2 separate regions of the Zea mays genome follow, and region 1 is linked to region 2. A link is a contact called in public Hi-C data. All regions are on one chromosome and are shown on one strand. Each heading gives the region's core, a stretch centred on a gene start, on an enhancer-like site or on the middle of the called end of the contact. The rest is flanking DNA. Distances are from core to core; before and after follow the strand shown.

Region 1 (6,237 bases), core at 2,590-5,089, 150 kb after region 2:
CTTTATCCGAGCCCCAAGTGCTCGTGGAAATGCTCCGTGCGTTCATTTTTTTATGGAAATGGTTGGCGGTACTGTTCTCTAATGCTGTTGCTGGGTTTTGCTTCCTTGCTTTCGCAGAGGGCTGTTGGTGCGGAGGAGGAGGTGGCTGGAGTGGCAGCAATGAAGGGTTGTGTGAGGCAAACTGGCGGCATTTGTTGCTCAAGCCGGTTGTTGCCAAGACTGTGAACTGAGGTCCTTGTGAGGCAGTCCAGCAGAAACTCGCTATGTGCTGAGGCTCAAGACTGTGAACTGAGGTTCCAAGCCACCTGTTCGCCTGTTGTTGCCAAGACAAGGGGGAAGTCTGCTCAAGCCGGTTCTGTAGAGGTGGGCGCAGTTGTCCCTTTGAGGCGTTCCAGGAGAAATTCACTGAGAGCTGCTGAATCTGAAGAAGTACAAGTGGCTGTTTTTGTTGACAGGAAGCGCAAGTGCAAGAACCAGGAGAATGATAAGGGTGTTGCTCTCAGCGCTCAGGTTGGAGCTTCGTCTAGAGTTACAAGAAGACCAAGCTTGGCGGTGGCTGCTGCTGTGTTGCCTCCTCTTGTTGGACCGAAGAGAGGGAGGGGAGAAGCAGCTGGCGTGCAGACTTCTACTCAGGTGGAAGTACCGGCTAGGATGACAAAATCTCGCTCAATAGATATATGCATTATCATTTCAAGTCTATATTGAGTGACAGGGCACTTCCTAATTTTTGCTAAAAATTGTTTGTCGTGCATGTATCCATATTCAGATAAGTGAAATAATGGTACTTCATTTGGTATTGCAGGTGGTCTTTTATTCTTTATGGGGCTTCTAGGATAAAATCTGAAACAGTTCTCCTGTAGATGGTTAGCTTGTATTTTACAGTACAATTACCTCAGATCACTTCTTGTTGTATCTTACACCAATTTACGAAATTTCTTGATGCGTTTTATGACAACCTCATGCGCTGAGAGATACATTCGGTCAACATTTGTTATTATGAAACAAATGGACGATTTACGCTAAAATTCATACTCATTTACGTTGTTTTGGTTCACAATTTACGCTTAAATCCGTCCGAGCCAGAACCCGCGCACGACCGGTGGCGCGCGATTTTCGCGCCTTAAATTTGGGTTCCATTCGCCATTACGAAACAGATATATGATTTACGGTAAAATTTGTACTAATTTACAATGTTTTAGTTCACGTTTTACGCTGAAATCCATTCGAGCCAGAACCCGCGCTCAATCGGCCGCACGCGATTTTCACGCCGTAATTCAGGCCTCATTTGCTGTTACGAAACAGGTATACGATTTACGCTAAATTGTGTACTCATTTACGCTGTTTTAGCTCACGTTTTACGCTAAAATCTATTTGAGTCAAAACTCGCGCACGATCGGACGCACGCGATTATTACGCCGTAATTTCAGGACTCATTTACGGTTACGAAACAGATATACGATTTACGCTAAATTTCGTACTCATTTACGCTGTTTTGGTTCATGTTTTACGCTAAAATCTGTCCGAGTCAGAACCCGATCACGATGAGACGCGCGAGATTTTTACGCCGTAATTTTCGGGCCGCATTTGCCGTTTCAAAATAGATCTACGATTTACGCTAAAATTCGTAATCATTTACGCTGTTTTTGTTCACGTTTTACGCTAAAATATGTCCGAGTAAGAACCCATGCCCGATGGGACGCACGCTGGTACGGGACGTGGCTATACCTGGCTGGGGCTTCCTGGTACTAATCGAAGCCCAGGGCTTCCATTACCTCGTCCCTATATATATATATATATATATATATATATATATATATAATCACAATAAAACTAAAATGTTTTGTGTTTGCCACATTAAAAACATTTGGTCAGAAAGAAAAAAGAGTACAACTAGCTCAGAATTAATATTCAATTCTTTGTTCAGTGTTTAATTGAGTACTATACAACCATACAGAATACATATACAATGATCATCATAACTAGTTCTCGAAGGTCTGTTGAAGCTCTGGATTCTCCAAGTTGTGCTGGTCATGTAGGCTTTGATGGGCTTTAGTTAAATATCGAGTCTATATTTAGTAGGCTTCAATGGGCCTTAGTTAAATGAGTTGTGTCAAGCCGGCTCGTGGGCTTGACTTGAGGCCAAGCACGGCCCACATATTGGGTCGTGCCGGTCAAGGGCCACAATTAGATTGGACTGTGACAGGCCTAGGCCGTGCCTAGAATTGTGTGCTTTGGACCGACTTATTACACACAACACAAATGTACACCTATACTAGTCAGTTACCCGTGCGTTGCGACGGCTCACAACAATACCCACGTAAATTATCACAAAAAAGATCTCAAGATTTTTTATTGATTGTCTCCGTTTTTCACATAATATTTTTTATGAACGCACGGGTATCGTAGGCAGCAAATCAGAGACCCCCATCCCTCGCCTCCCCACTTCCAAGGTTTCGTAGAGTAGGAGGGGAAGGGAAGAGATGGACATACCTGTTCGTTGCTGAAGAAGGACACGACGAATACCTGGACATCTGGAGACAACATAGGTAGTATACCGCTAGATATATAGGGAGAGAGCACCCAAGCGGAGAAAGAAGCCCGGCCGGAGCAACTCCAAACCGAGAGGCACCCGCACCAGGCGTCAGTCCGAGAAGGGCGAGAGAATGCGAGTTTCTTCCTAGCCCTCGACCCACCGAAGAGACACAACACAATTATCAACTCCGTAGCATATGCCGACTGCTGCCACGCTATGGGCCTCGGTTGTCCAATATCTCAGACTTGGACTTCTCATTGCCAAGATAACCTAAGCGTGGCAGGCGTCACCATGTCCTTCTCAACGGTACACACGGAGAAAGTTCAGGAGCATGATCGACTCGCCCCGTACCCGCGTCAACGAGCGTCAGTCGGCTTGCGGCTGCGACCGTGGGTAGGGGCAGCAGGTTGGGGAGGAAGAACAGCGCGAAGGCCAGAAAGACGAATGAGACGAAAACGATGATGCACGCATGATGTGAAACGTTCTCGTGGACGTGCAATTGCCACTAGGTGAGTCGGTGTCGGGGCTGGTGTCGGACGAATACGGGGAGGGGGCGCCTGCTCCTACACCCTCTGCCGAGAATGGGGTGGCGCGAACGTGGAGGATGAGGGGAGAGAGAAAAGAAGTAGAATGGTGAACGAGGTGGTGGCAATTGAGGCGAGGACCATCATTATCGTGCGGAGGTATAGATGGTCAAATGCGCCATGTCTGGCAAGCCGGCCCGAGGCACGACCCATTTAATAGTGTCTGGGTCAATCCGCACGAGCGTCGTGCGGTGCTTGGGCCTTAGCCTCGGCCCGTTGTGCTGGCCCGGCCCAGCACGATTATTTTTTTATTTTATAAAAATTATATATACATATGTACAATTTATATTTAATATTATAATCATCTGAGTATTGTGTTATACTAGTTAGATAGATTTGCCCAGTGTCTCCCACCCTTTTTACATCAGGGTGTGGTTTCAAACTCCACCTCCTGCACTGCTTTTTTAACATTTTATATTGATTTGGAATGGATTTTTAAAAAAAAGATAACGCAGGATGATCGTTGAAACTGATGTTTTAAGTATAGTAAAGATTTTTACCAAAACTTGTTTAAATAGAATAGCTAGGTGAATAAAAAGGCGTAAACATAGGCTCATTCAGCGAGGGACGTAGAGACAGTATGTGGTCCATTTGCTACGGAACCACTTTGTGGCTTGCAGCTTGATGATTTGTTCCTGCGGCTGCCACGGGGTCCGCAGACACATGCGTACCGATCCATCCTAGTCCTAGGATACTACTATACAGGCACTGCCACGTGATTATTAATGAGAATAAAACACTAATTGGCCGCCTCCGACAAGTAGTGTAGATGAAGCTAATAAGGACCATTCAATGCCAACAACGGTGGCACCACACACACCATGCAAGCGTGCAAGTGCAATGTAACTGGTCACACCGTTCCAAAATAGACGTCATTCTCGTTCCTTCGTAAATCAAATAATTTTAACTTTAACTATATATGTATATATCATTAAATAGATCATTAAACTTATTTTTATAATAAATTTATTTAGAGATATAAATATTGTTGATTTTTTCTATAAATATAGTCAAACTTAAAAATATTTGGTCGATATAAATAACTTAGTGTCAGTTTTTTAAAGTAAAAAGAGTGGAGTAGAAATCTCTACTCTCTACTATACTTAAAGCACCAGTTTCAACGGTCGTCCTACGTCAGCTTTTTACAAAAAAGTCTCTACGTTTCTTCTAAATTAGGGAGGTGAGGTTTGAATACACACCCTAATGTTCGGGTGTTTATAATATTGAATATAAATTGTACATATGTATATATGGTTTTGTGTAAAATAAAAAATAATTGTACTGGGCCAGGACAACACTACGGGTCGAGGCTACGACCCAAGCACCGCACGGGGTCGTGCCGGGTTGGCCCAGGCACTATTAAATGGGTCGTGCCTCGGGCCAGCTCACCAGACACGGACCATTTGGCCATCTATATCTCCGCACGATAATAATGGTCCTCGCCTCAGTTGCCACCACCTCGTTCGTCATTCTACTTCTTTTCTCTCTCCCCCCATGCCTCCACCTTCGCGTCACCCCATTCTCGGGAGAGGGCATAGGAGCAAGCGCCTCCTCTCCGTATTCGTCTGACACCAGCCCCGACACCGACTCGCGTAGTGGCTATTGCACGTCAACGAGGACATTTCACATCATGTGTGCATCATCGTTTTCGCCTTTGTCGGACGTCCCGTTCGTCTTCCCGGCGTTCACGATGTTCTTCCTCCCCAACCTGCTGCCCTCGCCCACGGTCGCAGCCGCGAGCCAACCGACGCTCGTCGATGCGGGTACGGGGCGAGTCGGTCATGCTCCTGGCCTTTCTCCGTGCGTGCCGTCGAGGAGGACATGGTGGCGCTTGCCTTTCTTAGGTTATCTTGGCGATGAGGAGTCTAGGTCTGAGATATTGGATAACCAAGGCCCGTAGCGTGGCAGCAGTCGACATATGCTACGGAGTTGGTGGTGGTGTTGTGTCGCTTCGGCGGGTCCAGAACTAGAAAGACACTCGCATTCTCTCGCCCTTCTCAGACAAATGCATGGTGCGGGTGCCGCTCGGTTTGGAGCTGCTCCAGCTGGGCTTATTTCTCCACTTGTGTGCTCTCTCCCTATATATCTAGCGGTATACTACCTATGTCGTCTCCATATGCTCAGGTCTTTGTCGTGTCTTTCTCCGACAACGAACAGGTATGTCCGCCTCTTCCCTTCCCCTCCTTCTCTACGAAACCTTGGAAGTGAGGCGATGGATGAGGGTCTCTAATTTGTTGCCTACGGTACCCGTGCATTCATAAAAAATATTATATGTGAAAATCGGTGACAATCAATAAAAAATCTTGAGATCTTTTTGTAGATAATTTACGTGGGTATTGTTGTGAGCCGTCGCAACGCACGGGTAACCGACTAGTTAGTAATTTACAAGGCATTGTGTCGTCATTTATCTACTAGAGTTACATATTAGTACCATCGGTTTAGTTGTTCTATCTTAAGCTATGCGGTACTTTTTCTTTCTTTTTTTACAAGCTTGTCGTATTCCTGGACCAAACATATATTTGTTTTCAAACATCAACTTTACAAATTTTAACTAGTAATTTGCCCAACTAACTTTTTAACTATTATGATACAAACTTGATACTACTAGTCTACACGTTCGTGCTAACGCAACGGTCCTGGGGAGGGAGAGGGCCCGGCGGCACGAGGGAGGGGCCAGCAATGAGAGTGAGGGGGAGGAGGAGGCATAGGGTTACTATGTGTGTGATGGATGGGGGAATGATGATTCAAATAATATTGGCAATTGGATTTGAGTAGGAGGGACGAGGGTTATCAATCAATTGATCTAAACCATTGGTTTTGGGGTGTATCATGTGTGGGTGCAATTTGTTTGCTGGAATTTGGGGAGGTTATAGGTGTGGGGTGATTTAGGGTGAGTTTTGAAAAGTTTAAACTGGTGGGTTATATAGGTGTAGGTTATACAATACATGTGGTTATAGGGCGTCAAAAATAAACTTTTCATTTCAAAAGTATCCTATTTTTGTCGGCTTGAGTGTTATCTTCGATGGTAACATCTCGTCGGAAGTTGGGCGTTGAAATCAAGTATTATTTTTGGTGGTCAAAGGACAATCGCCAAAAACAACCCTACAAATGGTTGTTTTT
Region 2 (6,137 bases), core at 502-3,001:
CATCTCCAACAACATCCTTCAAATCACGTCTTATATACATAAATACCTATATTAGAGATATTTTTAATTTTTAATTTTGTACATACGTATTTGTCATATTCTTAAATGTATTGTACATATTTTAGTTTTGCTAAACCGGTTGTTTAAAGTATTCAAATGAATAGAGAACTGTTTAGAGAAACTCTATATATAGAGGATTCATCAGCGTTCTCTAAATTTAAACGACCGTTTAGAGTACGTTGCTGAAAAGAGTAGATGATAACCTTATCCTTTAAATTTAGGGTACATGATCCTTTAGAGGTACTTGTTGGAGTATATGGAGCCATCTTGACAGACCAGCAAACTTGTTAGTGGTGTTTTTTTTTTTGTATTTTTGTTAGAAACAAGGGCCTGATCCAGGAGCACCTGTGTTAACCAAAAGCAAGGCAGAGATTTTGCAGCCTCGTGAGAAGAAAAGAATCAGAGAAGAGGATCTGAGACGTGAGCCTGCCTGGCTGGGTGGCTGGCTGGCTGTGGCTTTGAGATTACAGTGACTGACTCACAGGACAAGTACCGCAGGCATTGCAGAGGGAGGGACACGGTACAGTAGCCAGCGTAGCGTAGCAAGAGCCATATGTCAGAGATGTGGATGCGCCACCACCATGGGCATGGGGTTCTGATGAAACTGGTCTGTCTGCCGCTATACGTACGCTGCCTGCGCCACAGCAAGTTATATTACCGAGTGTTCGAGTACTACGTTCTACAGCGAACGAACTTACCACGGGGTAACTGCAATGCACTGCGTGCTGGAGGCACAGTTCAATCATGAAGACGACGCACGCACGCACGCACTGTAGATTCTACTTTGCACGAGCGTACGTAGAGAGGTGCTACTACTTTGTACGTACGTACTACAATAGAGTAGTAGGATCTGCTGGCAGGCATGAGGCAACAATTTGCTTTGCCTAACATGGCGTGCGGCCTTCCCTTCGAGTCTTTGACCGTTATACAGTGGAACGGAACCCCCGAATCGAACGGCTGCATGCAGCTGCAGCTAGCACATTTGAAACGCAGCAACGACTTGCAGCGACACTGCATTGACCGATCGATCCTGCTGCCTTGCGTGCTTGGGTTTCCTCGCCGGCTTCGGCTTGTCTGTCTGTCGCGCGGTGCCGCTGCCGCCATCATGGGTGTCGTGTCGTGTGGTGTTGCACCCTCTGTCTTCGCGCAGCATGCATGGATATGGATCGCTGCGGCGTCGCAGTCTGCAGCTCTAGTAGTAGCCCTGATGCATGATGGCGATCGCTCTGCCACTGCCACCCGGGCCGGCCGGCCGGCCCGCCGGCTACGATTGGTCAAGTCAGCGAGTGAGCGAGTCCCATCCATTGCCTCGTTTGGCCGGTCGTGGTCGTGGTCGCCCACGCATGCAGTTCAAGCGCATACTAGTAGAAATAAACATGCTTCAAATCTTATAAATAATAAAAAATACCAATAAGAACCATCCATATAGTAGACATGCCATTAGACTAGTGACAGAATATGTTTAACAGTGTACATTTTGTTTTCTAACGGAGGCGGTAGTAATGCGTGCGAGCATCTCACAATGCAGGAGGGCAACGTGCGTGTGGTGTGTGGTGGTCAGCACGGCAACAGTGTTCTCGCAACGCGGTCACGCCCGGAAAGCCATGCACCGCGGCATGCATGAATGCGCGCGCGCGTGTACCGCGGTCCGCGGGCTGCATGCGTGCGTGTGGCTTCCCCTCCGGTCCGGTGGCGCCCTCGCTCGCCGCGCATAGTCCACTGTTCACACTCTGTTCTCTTCTCATCTGACCGCGCCAAGTGGTGCAGGGCGGCCGCGCGCGCCCATGGCGGAACTAGCTAGCTAGCCCCCCAGCGTGGTCCTCCCGGCGGCCGTTGCGGTTGGTGCGCGGCTAGGTAGGCCGGACGGAAGGGCCGTCGGTTCCGGCCGTCCTCCGCTGTCAGTCCGTAAGCGCGCCTGTGCCGGCCGGCACGGCCGATCCAAGGGGCCGGGGACCTATCTTGCCGGGATAGCTAGTCGCCATGCATGCATGCATGCACACACACACCCACCAGACAGGGGTCACGTATATACAGCTCAGTTCCACGACGGCTATGACGTCGCATGCATGGATTATTGGCGTATACCGGCCGGCATATACGTGACGTGTACGCATAGTCGGCTCCATGCCGTCCGGTAGATTTTACTGAGGCAAATAATTCAGCATCTAAGGACTAGTTTAAAAACTCCATTTTTTCTATGAGATTTCCATTTTTTCAACAGAAGATGAACTAATTTACTTTAGAAAATAAAAATTCTTAAAAAAAATAGTGTTACCAAACTAGCTCTAAGCATTTTTTTAGTCACTATGCCATACTATGTCATACATGAAATCAACTCAAAGCCCTGTCTCCCATGCATACTCCGTAACCAAACACTAAGCACCAATACGGTCCAAAGTTTTTTTTTGGCCGACAACAAAAACAGAAAAAAAAAGTTTTGTTCTTCTTCATTATTTCCTATTCCATCTCTTCCGCCTCTTCTTTCTTATCCGCCTCCGGTAAGGAGACAAATCTGGAACAAGACTCAACCAAAGTTCACCGGGAATAGCAGCAATCAATATGCTTACCTAATCTACACAGGGTTACATGTGTACATGAGTAACAAGATCGTAGACTTGTCAAAGATTCACCAACTATGATTATGCATGCAAACACTATTCCTGCACGCCATCTGCCAACTCCTGACGGGACATACAATACGACAAGGGTACAGGCTAGCCCTTGGTCGCAAACTCTGTCTCGTTCGAAGTAGAGCTCGATCTCGGGTCAAACTCCGCATCACCCGAGCCCGGCTTCGGCTACCTGCTCCCTGTGAATCCCACAAGAGGCCACTCCTTCAACTATGACACACATCTTCAAAATCCTAGAGCGGGTTCGGTCGCGACCTCGGGCAGACTTATGCCTTGCTCAAAACGTTATTGGTTTTAAATATTAGTTTTTAAAACAAATATTTGTTATAAAACAGTATTGGTTTTAAATATTAGTTATAAAATTACTTTTTAAGACAAATCAGTGCATATAAATATTGGTTTTAAAACTACATAACAAAATAGTCAATGCTAGTCAAAATTTTATAAGTTTCACTTAAACCTTGTCAGCTTAGAGCTCTTTTCTACTAGTGTTTCTAACCTCAATATCTGCAACGGAAAGGTGCCTAACATTATCAGACACTACAGAGCATGATTTTTTACCATACTTAGTAATGTGTCAACCACTACGGTATGGACAAATCCCTCGCCAGGAGGGCTCGGGTGCGTGACCGAGCCCTCGGCTCTGGCCTCAGCTCTCAGCAGAAATCAAGCGAGCACAAGTCAGCAACAAGTACAAAGCCATACTGCAGACCATATCGTCTACAAGACCATGATGACATTTCCTCACAGTGCATGGCCAACTCCAGTACTCCGGACAGCCCCTCCTAAGGCTATAAATAGGATAGCCTACGACTTTAGGAGGGCAGGCGAACACTTCACGGTTTTCTCCTCCACCACGGTATTGACACTTGTCTCAATCAATCCCAGGGACTTGGGATCCTTCCCTCTCCCGCTCAGCTTGTATTCCCTACTGCAAGCACTTATTAGGAGCAAATAATATAAGTCTCATCCCCCTCTGTTGGAAGTAGGATCTCTTTTTGCCCGAATGAGGATAAAAAACTCGTGTCAACTTGTATCACCATCTGAGTTAGGGCATACACAACATTATTTCATTGGTTGATTAGGCCCTCGGGTCTGAACATCGACAGGTAGATCATGTATAATAAGGGATGCAAAATTGTAGATGCCATTGTTTGATACTTTTTACATAGTGAAGTTTAAAATGAAGGATGAGATAAGAGATATGATAAGAGATAGCTATAGAATATGATCGGTTGGTGCCTATGACCTATCCACAAGTTCAGTCTTTTCACTAAGCTTTAATCCGTATCAGCTTCTACTGTTTATATAGTGTTTTATCTTTATAAATTACTGTTACAGCAGTAGAACAGGTGACTTTTAAGTGAGGCGAACAGCCCTGCACGGTCATACTAATCCACACTTACTGCTGCCTGTAATCGCGCTGCGGCCGGCCGGCCGAACGTGCGGGTACGTGTGGTGTGTCAGTCTCGTGCTTGCCCGACGTTGTACGATCGTTTCTAACCAAACTATATATTCTTCTGCAATGGATTGTTATTGCGTTTTCTTCGTCTCAAAAATAAAATGGTCTTAGGGCCTGTTTGTTTACCCCCCAGATTATATAATCTGGATTAAATAATCCTAAGAGGCAAACAAACAGTCTAGCTTATTTGCCCAGATTATATAATCTAACCCCTTGGATTATGATAATCCATAAGCAAGTGAGGAGGTGCTTATTTCAGATTATTTTTTTCCCACTTCCTCACTACCCTTTCAAGTTTCCTAGAAATTACCCATCATTGCCATTATAATCTACCGAATCGTTTTTGCGCCTATCGGATCGGAGAAGCCCACCGCCCAACAGAAACACGCCAGATAATCTGGGTAAACAAACATGACTACTCAAATTATATAATCTAAATTATATAATCCAGATTATATAATCCTCTAAAAATAATCCAGATTATATAATTTATTGGGGTAAACAAACAGGCCCTTAGCTTATAGGTCCGAGCACGAAAATCAATGAGTTAAAAAAAATATGATAAAGAGAAATATAATAGAGGAAAGTAGAGATAGAGATCTGTTGAGAAATTAAAATTACGTATTAGTTGAAGAAAGAGAAAAGTATAATGGACGACGAGAATCGAGTGTGTTTTTTTTGTTCCTATGTATAGAATCGTCTATTTTAGGACTGGAGGTTATACACAGTAATAATAAAGTACTATATGCTGCAGGTATTATTTCCAAAGTCGTTCAACCAAGCTGGCATGAACGTACTTGTGACTCCATTTTTCGTCCCTTCCCTTGCGCAATCATTTAACTCATTAACTGCATGCGCGCGCACAAAAGTCCAAATTAAACTGAAGAAAATCAATGAAGCGGGAGGTATTGCGCGCGTGCATGTGCATGCGTACGCGTGATGACGATGGGTCGTCGATCGATGCTCCCCTCCAGCTAGCTAGTGTGGTACGGCCAAGAGCACCACCAAGCATCTATCCATCGATCCCAGTCACAAAAACAGTGTGACTACGTACGTACGTGCAGTCGTCAACCGTTAAGTTATAATACGTCGACATCTGCTACGCGCGCGGCTTTTCTTAATACATGTATATATACGGGATATGTATACAAGTAAAAGCAGCTAGTAAGCCTATATTACTGCTCGTTGACATCGTGTGCCTGCTGCTTGCATTGCGTCGTACGTGCATGACAGCGCGCGGCAGCTACGTACGTACGTACTCCTACCGAATGCAGTGCAAAAATCCGATCCGGCAGGGGGGGCACTGTAGTACACCCCACGCAGGCTCACGCGGTGCATGCACCTGCACGTGCGTTGCTGCATGGCGCGCGCGTGCAGTGCGTGCGTGCGCGCATGCTGGATCATGGAGGAGGAGTTGGCCGGTGTTGGCCTTCCCTCTCTACGATTTCAAAGTCCACTTTCCACGCGTCTAGAATGGAATGAAATGAAATGCATCTAGATGAAGTGCTGCTGCTGGCTGATCGAGGGAGACCAGGACCAGGACCGCCTAAAATGTGAACCGCGATCGATTATATGATACAACAGAGGAGTACCGTACTACCATGCACGCACGCACGACGCTAGCTAACAAACAATAATGCCTATTGCCCGATCGATGATTGAACCTAATTGAGCTACGGCTACTGCTCACAAGACCAGCTGTAACGCAAATATATACGCTCCCTCCATCCGAAAATAAACATGTTAATTCCCGCTTTCCCAAGATAATATCTTTAAATCTATTTCTGTAATCAATTTATTTATTAGGCGTATAAACGTTACAAATATTTTCTAAAAATATAGCTAAGCCTGGTAAATTTTGACCGAAACGAATATCATATGGAGACACTTATTTTGGAACCAAAGGAGTATGACATAGCGATTAGCTAGCTAGTTTTTCGCGTGATATATAAATACATCACTATACATCTATTGTACTTACCTTG

What was found. Hi-C and Micro-C count contacts between places; a contact is called where the count stands out from the background.
Region 1: a Hi-C map of leaf shows a contact between it and region 2, with 2.7 times the contacts expected there. The contact joins two enhancer-like sites. A contact is called at or near these places in 4 of 25 Hi-C or Micro-C datasets (leaf and leaf mesophyll).

The regions. Positions count from the first base shown.
Region 1 is chr3:161,730,027-161,736,263 of Zm-B73-REFERENCE-NAM-5.0, forward strand. No RefSeq gene overlaps it. Among protein-coding and RNA genes, the nearest start is that of LOC103650839, 63 kb to the right of the region's middle. Within about 2 kb of position 3,840, at least 15 of the 20 cell types and tissues checked have an H3K27ac peak or open chromatin away from gene starts, as enhancers often do. A contact at or near this core is called in leaf and leaf mesophyll, where this site is marked.
Region 2 is chr3:161,585,485-161,591,621 of Zm-B73-REFERENCE-NAM-5.0, forward strand. No RefSeq gene overlaps it. Among protein-coding and RNA genes, the nearest start is that of LOC103650833, 4.6 kb to the left of the region's middle. Within about 2 kb of position 1,752, at least 14 of the 20 cell types and tissues checked have an H3K27ac peak or open chromatin away from gene starts, as enhancers often do. A contact at or near this core is called in leaf and leaf mesophyll, where this site is marked.